Linked DNA regions of Gossypium arboreum: region 1 is linked to region 2. A link is a contact called in public Hi-C data. All regions are on one chromosome and are shown on one strand. The core of a region is the stretch at or near the end of the contact, and the rest is flanking DNA. Distances in the headings are between cores, read along the strand shown. Region 1 holds the start of LOC108479764 (golgin candidate 4-like). Region 2 holds the start of LOC108463555 (hevamine-A-like).

Region 1 (5,968 bases), core at 3,339-5,838, 320 kb after region 2:
CTTGAAATGATCGTTAATAGTTTTAGTATGATTTGAAGGTATTTGAAAATAAAATTTTTGGATCCCATTTCCCAAGTATGGAAACATTCAAAATGTATTTTAAGACACAAAAACTTTGAAGTTACAATCAAGATCGACATCTCGAAGCCCTATTTTTATAATTTTACTATTTTAATAGTTTTATTTTTAAAATTTTTAAAAATTTAAATTAAATTTTCACATCATTTCTATACTTTTAAATTTTATTAATATAATTTAAATTTTATTAATATAAAATTTTATAAATTTCCAACAGCTAAATAAAAAAATTCCTATTTTAGATAAACCAGATTCCCTGCCAGCACTCCAGGTTTCACCATAACTTAATGATATTAGTGAATGTCGAAGATAGTCATTCCCGACAAACCTAATTTTTCGATTATTAATTCTAGTTAATCCTGTTTGAAACCATTGATTCGATTTTTTTGTTTATTTTTAAAATTTTTGGATTGAAATTTTTAATTGTGCAAACGCGTATCATTAAAGCTATTTAATACTGCTTTACAAATTACAATACAGTTATAGCTTCTGCTTATTAAGATTTATTTCCTAAATCACTGTCAACTTATTAGGATCTATTGAAAACTATTTGATTTTAGGGTTTTCTTTAAAAAATAATTGGATAGTGAATGTAGCCGAGGGTTCCAGACGCTCCAAAAATGGATTAATTGGGCATCCTACGATTCGGCAAAATTTAATTTGCGAAGGCATTTTTATGCTTACTTGTTAGAAAGGTCTCAATTCATAGAGTTCTCACCTATCTGCTGGGACCTTCGCATTTTTTAAAAAATTCCAATTTAATTTCAAGAAATTAAGAAAAATGTTCGAAAATAAGAACTGAATAACACACCGAATCGAAAATGGACGTCGATCCGGATCGTCCAATCTCAACATTGTTTTCCGAAGGCAAACTTGGATTAAAGTGCATCGATTTTCGCACTCCATCCATAGGCCCTTCGTTTCTCCATCACCAGCAAAAAAACACATTTCGCAATAAAAAACTACAGATCCAAAGCCAGTAAAAAGAAAAAAGATGATGATGACGATGATGCTCAGTGAATACGAACCAGAAATATCAAGGATTCATCTTGCGGAACTAGTTAAACTCGCGCAATCGAATTTCCTTTCCAGGTATTATCTTCATCGCATAGATCACGACTTTTTTAAACTTCAATTTAAAAAAAAAAATACATTGAGAGACGCGAAAGGGAGAGAAAGCGAACCAGAGGAGCTGAATGCGACGCCGCACAATGAGGGGGACTCGAATGCTAAAACCCTAGATTACGTGAATGACAGAGGCGGAGAGGATTGTTGCTCTTTATAAAGAACGAGCTGGATATTCATTGGGCCGATGGAGGAGACCGCTAACTAGAGATTCAGTCCAAGCCCAATAGACCAATTAGGGTTTTTCAAGAAATAGGGTTAATTCGACTAGACATCCTCAAATTAAGGTCTGGATTCTAAATTGATCCTTAAACTTCAAAAATGTTATAATTACTAATCATTGGAAGTGTTCTTGGACCAAGTCAGGTCCTATATATATATATATATATATATGATATTAACTCACTTTATACTCACTCAAATCTGATTCAACCCGAAATATATGCTTAGAATTTTGCATTAACCCACCAATATTTGTAAAAACCTAAGCCAAGCCTATTTTAGGGTCAACCGTATTACTTTTTAAAAATATATCTCTATATTATTTTTAATTTAATGTAATAAATTTATATATTTTTATTTACTAAATTGTTATATATAGTGATTTTAACATTTTTTAAGGTTTGCATTAAAGATTTAATTTTCATGTGTTATAAATTACATAATATATAAAATTAACATAATATAAAATATTATAAACTTAAAAAATGAGTTAGGCTAGGGTGTTGATTGTTCATGCTCAAGCTAAAATCATTTTTAAACAAGTTTAGTTTTTTTTTTCCAAAACTCTTTTTTTTACCTAATATTTTTTCTTAAACTCTCCCAAATTACGGACGAACCCTGAAGTGTGGGTGAGTAGCTTGGCCTATGAACAAGTCTAGCCATTAACTTATGTGTTTTTATAATAAAAAAAAAGAACCTTAAGAGTTAAATGTCAGCTCAATTCTAACTCAAATAATGTTTGAAACACATTAATCGAATATGTGTTTACCTCTTGCATTTGCAATGATAGTTTGGATTTTACCAAAGTTGTTTGAACTAGATCCATTCGACGAGGATATTGGTTTAGAGAGAGGTAAAAAATCGATTGGCCTGTAAACTTATATGGATCGATTGAACCGATGGTTGAACTAGAATTAATATTTTTTTAATTTTTTTAAAAAATTTAAATAATTTATTTGATTGAACTAGACGAACGGATCAAACTAATAATTAATGGTCTAATCAATTCAAGCACAAATCTAGTTCCAAAAAAATACTAGCTTTTACATACCTAAAGCATGAATCTCTTACTCATTGCAAAGATTTAAATTGATCTTTTCATCAGTATAGCGATAATTTTTAGATGTTGAATGAAGTTTGAATCTAACATGTGATTCAAATTGCGAAAATATGTATACTTATCGTGTGGACATATTGGATTTGATGTCCTAAAAAACAAATAATGTTAATAAAATTTAGGACTAATTTTAGGTTAAATTTAATTACTAGTCCATGTGCTATTTGTAAGTTACAAATTTAGTCCATTTACTTTAATTTGATCATTTTTATCATTGTACTTTTGAGTTTTGAAATTCTAGTCCTAATCCAAAACATTAGCTGTTAAATTTTACTATTTTCAAAATATTTTGCGGTAAATATATTATCATATAGGTAATGTCATGTCAAATTGTCATTTTCACGTAATACTCACACAAAAAAAGCCACGTTATGTTAATTAATATATTTAATGGTTACTATTTTGAGTCATGATTGACAATTCACAATTCCAAAAGTAAGACTAAAATGACTATATTCACAATTTATGCATAATCTGAGACTAATATAAAAACTTCAACCTATTAGATTTAATAACTACCTTTTGGGTTATGATTAGAACTTTCAAATTTGAAAAAATACAAAGATTAAAAACAACCAAATTAGAATATATAGACTAAATCTATACTTTATGCATAATACAAGGATTAATAGCAAAATTTGACTTTTTTTTAACATTTTAATTCTAAGTTGGCTAATCAATAAATATGTATGTATTTATAATGTATGTGTTTACAATTTGATCCATGTGCTTTAAATATTTTTTATGTCATATTTGAGTCCATGCTTAATGCCCGAGCTAATGACTTGGTTAATGAAAGGAATTGATTGATAGGATATTTGATTGTTTAAGAATCTAATTAAAATATATTGAAGTTTGTGAACTGATTTAAAATTTAGATCATATTTCAAGGAAACCTTGTGGAATTTACCAATAAATATGGAAATTGGGCCTTTGACTTTGTCGATACTAATGTGTAAATTCATATTCTTAATCATCGTGGCATGTTCAACGAAAACGAATCTCAACAAATGTAATAAGAAAATCATGTCGGTCGGACCGTTTTTAAGACCAAAATCTTATCGGTAAATTACCACTTTTTATTTTTATTTTGGATAAATTATGTCGAAAGTTACTAAACTATTAATAAGTTTATGTTTTAAATACTTAACTTTAAAGAATTATAAAATGATAACTGAACTTTTCAAAAGTTTTTATTAAGTCACTATGTGGTTAAAATCACTATTATATGACTTTCTTTATTCAAATTGTCTGCATTAATCGAAAACTCTTATTCTCTTTTTTTTTTCTACAATTAAGGTTTTTTTTCATAAAACAATTTTAAACGTTATGAATCTGCGAACCAAAACTCAAATAGCTTTCTTCTCTGATCTCCTATAACGATTGCCAAATCAACTTGGATCGGAGGTATGTTCTTCTACTCCTCGATGGGTACTAATCCACCGCATTGATCGTCAAATCATCGCTTAGAGCTCTCTCAAGGACAAATTCTCATTTCAATCTCTTTTAAGCTTTTAAAATTATAAAATAGTTTAATAGTAAAAATACACTTTGCCTCCAAGTTGAAAAAAATTTAACTTAATCCCATTAAAGTTCTAAAGTAACAAGCATATACAAAGATAAAATTATACTTCGATTTCTTTAAAATTTTATAATTCAATTTCGGCCTTTCAAAGATAAACTTTTGTCTTCCTCCTTGAGCTTGTTAGTCAAACTTTAAAAAATCTTAACAACCTAGTAACTTAAATAAAAACATTCAAATAATTTAATAGCTTAAATTAAAACTTTCGAATAATTAAGTGATTATTTTATAAATTTTTATAATTAAATAGCTAAGATGTAAACTTAATAATAATTTAATAACTTTAGATGCAATTTACTCTTTTATTGTTTTCAAAGAGAGGAGAGGAAAGCCGTTACGATTTTTTCTTTTTGGCGTAAAATTTCAACCGCCTTTACCGACCATTATAACGAACAATAAAAATTAAATAGGATATTATCAAAAAATAAAAATAAAATAAAAATAATCGGGTATAAACGGGCCAACCCGAACGGACCCGTTTCAGGATCCGCCCAATGGATCTTAACCAGTACTGTTTAAGCATACGTTAATTAACCCTTTTATTTCTTGTTTTTATATCTGCAAAAATAAATAAAAAACATTCTAAATCCTCAAAACCGTTGTTCAAACGTATCGGTTCTTTTTTGCCCTAATTTCATCGAAGAAAATCTCAGGTATTTTTGAAATCCATCTACGTTTTTTATTTTTATTTTCCACGAATTTGATTTGTGGGAGCTTTGGAAGATGTGGAGTTCGATTGCGGATTTGAAAGAGAATTTGCATAAGATCGCGCTTGATGTATACGACGATGAGGACGAAGAACGCGAGATCTACGGTTCAGGGAATGGAGATCATTCGCCATTCTTCGATAGAAGGAACTCTCATAGGTTTGCCCATTCAAAGCCCGTTTCAGTCTCTCCGATCGCTAATGGAACCGATTCGCCGATTAATTCTGAGGTATTATTGCATTTAGTTTCGCGCTTGATTTTGTTTAAATTAATGTTTGGCGCCTCTTAGTTTGGAATAGATTCAGCTTGTTTTTTTGATGAATTTGTAGAATTATGGAATGATATTAGTTCACACTACAGTTTGAGTTCGCGAATGAGTGAACAGTCTCTATTAATTGAGGATATTAGTGTCGATCTTTTATTAGGGATATATATATCACATTTGATAGTTGGAGTTGGTAATATTTTGTTCTTTGGCAATCTGGAATCAAGCTTTGTGAAGTGATAGCTTAAGCCTGAAAGTACTCTGTAAATACCTAGTGGTAGATCCAAAACTTTGACTTGATGAATTCAATTTCCAAAGATTTATTGCTTAAACTTATATATATATCTTGGTGAGGTTTGAAGTTGTTGATAACATGAAATAGTGCTGAGATAGTTCAAGGATCTTTACATGGACGCATAGAACTTTTATTTGATGATTGCAAGTCTAACAAGCTATACTAGTAACATTTATATCGGATTTGTTCTTGTCATCTTGGTGTTGATAGAGAGCCTCCTAGAACCCAAGTAGCTGAGTGTAATCTTTTCTAGTATTAAGATTTTCATTGCGAGGACTAGTTAGAAAAACTTATTCAGGTTCATAATATGGTCTCTGCCATAATATTTGAAGAGCATTTGGCTTAGGGTTGAATGTAACCTCTTTCAGAGCCTCCTAAGCTCCTCTTTTGGTGTCACAGATGACTGTTTGCTTTTTGATTGAGTCAATTGTTGACATGACTTTTTATTCTTTAATCTCATGGAAGTTACTTTACTAGTGGGCTTGGCATTTCTAGGGAATTTGTGGTATTTTACTTTTCATGCATGATAAATAAACTGTGTTATGATTATTTTTGTAGATTGAAAGATACAGAGCAG
Region 2 (5,832 bases), core at 2,198-4,697:
ATTCCAATAGCAACAGGAGTACATCAAAGTCAAAACACATAGACTTTAAGTTCTTGATTGTTAAAGTAAAAGTTCAAAGTGGCTAGGTACCTATAAAGTATATTAGGACAAACTCCATGATTGCAGATCCGCTTACTAAGGAACTACACCTAAGGTTTTATAAGAGTACACTGCTCATATAGGTGTAATGTCATTTAAAGGATATTTGATTTTAGTGGGAGTTTGTAGTTTTAAATGCTTTTATGTTATAGACATATTTTCAGTTATTTCGGTTTAAAGATATTAAGTTTATTTTTTGCAGAAATAAAGTTTATTTGGTTTATTTACACTCTGATTTTGGTAAGGTTTGATCTCACTAAGGTTTAAGAGGACCAGTTGGAAATAGACATGTTTAGATCATATTGAATGTAATTTTAAGCTACACATCCATACTTGATCTATGTCATTTGGTTGTGTTAATTTACGTGATCATGGATGGATTTAGTTACGATTTATGTAATGAAAGTCGCCTTAGTTCTATGTTAACTTAATTAATGGATGAGATTGTTCGGAATATCTTTTGGATATAATAGTAAAATTTTGAGCTCATAATGTTATATAATAACATGTAATTATAGAGTAATTAGTATATATATGTGGTCAAAGTGGAGATTGTTGGAAAATATAGACATCATATATAAATAAGGGTAATTACATGTTATTATTTACTATCATGATAGGTTAGTCCAAACTAAAAGTGATCTAATTTGGTTAACATTTTATTGGGCTTTATTATTAAATAAAGTATGGGTCAAATATTATGTGTAGATACTCTAGTAATTGAATTCTAATCAAATTCTAATTAATGATAGGCTAATTAGGAATTAATACTAATATGCTAATGTTATAAATATTAGGGTTATGGTACTCAAATTATGCACAAGATATCTTTTTTAATATCCCATCCTAAGGAAAGGGCAAATATTCTCTAAATTTTTTGTGTACTAATTTGGAAGATCAAATCCTCAAGATCCGGAATTCATAGATTCAGGTACACTTCTGCATCTAATTTTATTATTGATTTATTTTTGATAATTTGACATAATATATCCTGTTTTATTTAATTTTATTTTAAATTTATTTTACAATTCTAACACATCCGCCCTTCCAATCTTTCGCAAGAATTCGACCACTCAATCACCCTTATCATTCCGTATTAAACCACCTGCAGATGCAATACCAGTTCCTGCTTTTACTGCTCCATCTGAGTTACGGAGAAGAGCTTCATTTCACCAGCAAAGTTCAAATACAGACAATTTACGTTCTAAGTCACTGAACTTAACATTAAATTTCATGTAAATCACAATTATTTAATTTCTAACATTAACCAAGTAGGTCAATTATGCTAATTTCATTCAATAATTTCATTCATACAAATACCATTAGTTTAGTGTGAAGGGTGAATTGATTCTGAAAGATGATGATGTGACGGTGTCGACGGAAGGTCCCCTGAGATTGCTTTCTCTTATCGGTAAGAGCATGGCTAACTCTGTCATAGTCTGGTTGATGGGTAGGGCTATCGGTTATAGAGCATTGGTGAACAGATTGATGTTGCTTTGGGAACTGGTGGGAGAGTTTCACGTTGTGGATTTGGAGAACGACTTCTTTATTGTTAAGTTCAGCATGGTTCAGGACTATAACAAGGCCCTTTCTGAAGCACATATCTACCCGGAAGCCTTGAGAGAGCTATTCTTAACGCACTCAGCCGTGCATGGAAAGTGGAAGCAGCACATGTCTACCCGGAAGCCAACATGGTGGCAGACCTACTGGCGAAGTTAGCAGCTGATCATGGGCTGGGAATCCAAAGCCCTTTCAGAAGCACCGACTAAGGCACTGCAAATTTTGCAGGAGGATAAGAAAGGCAGATCAATAAGCAGGAGTTTTTTTTTTTTTTTTTAATTAATTCTTTATTTTTCGAATTATCCCATGTTTCATAAAAGAAAATTTTGGACGACTATCAATATATTGCAATGGGTGGATTTTAGTCTGTTAATATTATTTTAATCCAGATTATTCCGACTTTTAATTATTTATGTTTAGTATTAAGATATAATAATTTATTTAGTCATTCAAATTTATTAAAAAAATTATTTTAACTTTTTCCTTCAATTTATTTTTTATTAAATCATCTCAAAATGAATGAAAAATTAATTTTTATTAATGTGACATATATATAGATGACATATCAACATTAATTTAATTTTTAAATTTTAAAAACTAATTAAATGTTGACCTATCATTCATATGTATAAAATATCAACAAAGTTAAAAAATGTTAGTTTTTCCATTTGCATTAACATTAATATTTTTCATTGTCCAGCAAAACATAAAATTTTCCATTCACACTAACATTTTGACCAAAAATTAAAAAAAAAATCAAATTGTTGCAATTAAAGTATAAGCTTAAAATGCAAATTTAGAGAACAAAACCATATTTAAGAGAAGCAATTGAAAATACATTCATAAAGAAGAGCATATACTTATAACAGTCAGATATTGAATATATTAATTCTTAAACATGGCTCTTGATGGGAGAGCTATATCCACTTTGATCATCATAATACTTGGACCAAAGCATAACACCACCATACTTGGAGGAATTCTTTATGGCAGGGAGAACCTTCGACGTTAGATCATTTACAGGGATGAAACCGCTACCCGCTGCATCCGGAGCTGCCGGTAGTCCAAGAAAAATATTCGTCGCCGGAATATCCGATGTCCATTGTTTCCATGCATCTTCAAGGTTGGCAATATCGGCCGATGAGTATTGACAAGGAGGGTTGTTATAGAATTGGACCCAAACGTAATCAAATAGACCTGTTTTCAATGCATTTCCGATCCATGCATCAGGGAACGGGCATTGAGGAGCCGCCGTTAAGTACACTTTCTTGCCTTTCTTACTATATCCAGAAAGGTACTTTGCGAGATCGTCCCAGTATTCACCAGTACCTCCCTCGATGTCAAAGTCAATTCCATCAAGGATAGCCGGTCCAAGCGGTCGAGACGACGATGTTCCCCCTAAGAAATTGTTCCAAAGATACGTTGCGACTTGCCTAGCGTCATCTGACGAAGCGAGGGAGTAACTACCGGCGCCTCCACCTATAGAAAGAATCACTTTAACACCTTTGGCTTGACACGATTTAATATCGGAACTTAACCCAGTACAACCGTTGCTATAAGGATCGCAATGACCGGCGAGGTTTATCATTGGAGTTTGGCCATTTCCAAATGTTGCCAAGAAGGCTATATTCACGTATTCATAATTCCCCGTAGCGCAAGTGTCTGCTAGGGTGCCTTCGTTGCCATTTTGGCCCCAATAGATGGAAATCCCACCACCATTGGAACCAGTTGCTAGCACCAAAACAATCAAGTAGATGAATGGAACTGATATTTTAAGCTTGAATGCCATGTTGTCAGACTAGTTTATTACAGGATGGAGTTGTTTGTGTTGAAACAATGGTGGTGAAGGTCCAACATTTTATAGCACATAACTGGGAGATTGTCGTTTGACAAATATTTGAAATTTTGCGGGTGAGAACGTAGCGTCACGGTATGCTATACAGTGTCAATATTTTAATGACTACAGTTGATTTGAGGCAAGCAATATAAGCCAATTTAAATGGCAATGCCTAAGACTTTTTGTTGAACACTAATTCATGTGCCATTTATCATTTAGGTTTCATTTATATTTGTAAACTAGATTTATCACTTAATTAAAAGAAGTTATAATTTGATCATTAAATTTTTAAAATTAATTTTTTTATCACCGGATATTTTAAAACCTTTTAATTAGTATAATAATAATTTTATACTTTCTTTCGATTTGACTTTAATTATATATAAAATAATAATAAAAATAAAAATTATTTTAAAAGTTTAGAAAATTCTAAAATTAAAATTAAAATTAAAATAGATAAAAGTTTTAAAAATAGATAAAGTAAGATAAAATGAGGAAAATTGTTTTAGCCCTCCAAATTTTCTTTCTGTATTGTCTACACATAAATATCAATTACCCATTCTTGAAATAAACATAGAAAAATAAAAATATTAAGAAAAATTGTTGGTTCTCTTTTTTACCTCTTATGTTTCTTGATATAATTTTTGTTTTAAGAAAATAAAAAAATCATAATATAATTTGAATTTATAATTTGGGTTTTGGAAATAATTTAAATGAATTAAAATTTTGAATTGAGTTTGAAAAAAAGTGTGGTATGTTTTGTATTTTTTTAGACTAAAAGAATGACACTAGAGTCGATTTCATAAGCCTTAGTAATATCAATTTTGAATGTTCTATTGGGATATGAAACTTGACTTGAAATTATTATTAATTTAGTTTTAAGAAACACTTAAAAAAACATTTAATGATCTACCTCTCAGGAGGGGGATTTGTTATTTTGTTTCCCACACATATTAGCAATGTTTTGAAAATTGGATTGGACCAGCTAGTCAAATCACAAACCGGTCCAAACAATATAAAAAAATCATTTGAACCGTGGAAAGTTGGATTGGACCGGTAACTGCAAATTGGACAGGTTTTTGGAAGATTGGGCTCCTTGGGGTTGGATCAAATTGGAAAAATGACCCAATCGACACAAAAATACAGAAAAAAAAAAAACAATAGGCTTACAGCTTGTCTCAGTGTTCTTGGTTGAGAGTTCATAACCCAAGTTCTGGAATGACCTGCTTCTCTTGTCTTCAGTCTTCTCATGTTTCAAGTTCTTTTGAAGATCAAAGTAAAAAGAATAATGATAAATAAATGTGTTGAAGATCAAGGTATATAATTTATTTTAACAACAAACCAAAAAAAAAAGTGATAATAGATAGAAGCGTTTGAAAGTGGGGTTATTCCTTTTTTTCTTACTGTTGCTTCTTTATTAATGGATGAACAACATATTAAATTTTAGGGTAAATTACAAAAATAGTCACTTTTGTTTGCCTCAGGTTACATTTTAGTCACGTATGTTTGAAATGTTACGTTTTAGTCACTTATGTTATTATTTTGTTACGAAGTGATCACCTTTCCGTTAAGTTCCGTTATCTCCCTAATGGTAATCTTACGTGGCAGTCCAACTAGATTTTAAGTGCCAACTTGGATGATGAGAATAGATTTTTAATTAAATAAATTTAATTAATTAAAAAATTTAAACCCTAAATCTTAATTAAAAAACCATTCATCTCCCCCTTTTGTTTAGTTTTCTTTTCCAGATGACTAAGAAAGTTATTATTGTCAGAATTTTTTAATTCACATACAAAAAAAAAAAAGAGGATTCAATGGAGGGTCCAAGTATGTCTTCTTCACCGACAAATTTATGTTCTAAGACTTAAAATCAAATGGTTGTCGACATATAAGAAGATGGTAATTGTTTTTGTTCCTAATCATTGTATTTTCCAATTCTTCACGTTCTTGAATAATTGGTTTCTCAATCTGATTTTTTTCTGATCTAAATCACCTTGTTTGGTCATAATCTCTTTATGGGTATCCCTTTTCTACTACTTAATACGCTTCTTTTAGTTGTTAATATTGATTATTTTAAGTTGAAATTTTGTGGGAACTCATATTTTTCCGAGTAATCATACAGTTAATCCTGTAAATGAATATCCATATCCTTAATAAAATTCAAAAATTATACTCACGCAAAACTCAAGGCTGGCCATGGATCCTATCGTTCAAGCTAAACATCTCAGCATGATCTGATTTGCAAGGCCCCATTATACTATCTGTTGTTACATCTGCTGTTACATCTGATTTATGTCCTGTATCTTTTCATTTTTCAGTCTTCAAGCAAAGTCATT

The links. Hi-C and Micro-C count contacts between places; a contact is called where the count stands out from the background.
Region 1: a Hi-C map of leaf shows a contact between it and region 2, with 3 times the contacts expected there. The contact joins the promoter of LOC108479764 here to the promoter of LOC108463555 in region 2. A contact is called at or near these places in 2 of 5 Hi-C or Micro-C datasets (both in leaf).

The regions. Positions count from the first base shown.
Region 1 is chr12:89,772,855-89,778,822 of ASM2569848v2, forward strand. LOC108479764 (golgin candidate 4-like) reads left to right here and starts at 4,589. Exons shown (of 15, transcript XM_017782540.2): 1 at 4,589-5,060; 2 at 5,950-5,968. The coding sequence starts at 4,848. It overlaps LOC128285676 (a long non-coding RNA gene), which reads right to left and starts at 1,329. Exons shown (of 2, transcript XR_008276204.1): 1 at 1,107-1,329. LOC128285895 (small nucleolar RNA snoR145) reads right to left here and starts at 818; the gene lies at 665-818.
Region 2 is chr12:89,454,258-89,460,089 of ASM2569848v2, forward strand. It overlaps LOC108463555 (hevamine-A-like), which reads right to left and starts at 3,448. Exons shown (of 1, transcript XM_017763480.1): 1 at 2,552-3,448. The coding sequence starts at 3,448. The coding sequence ends at 2,552.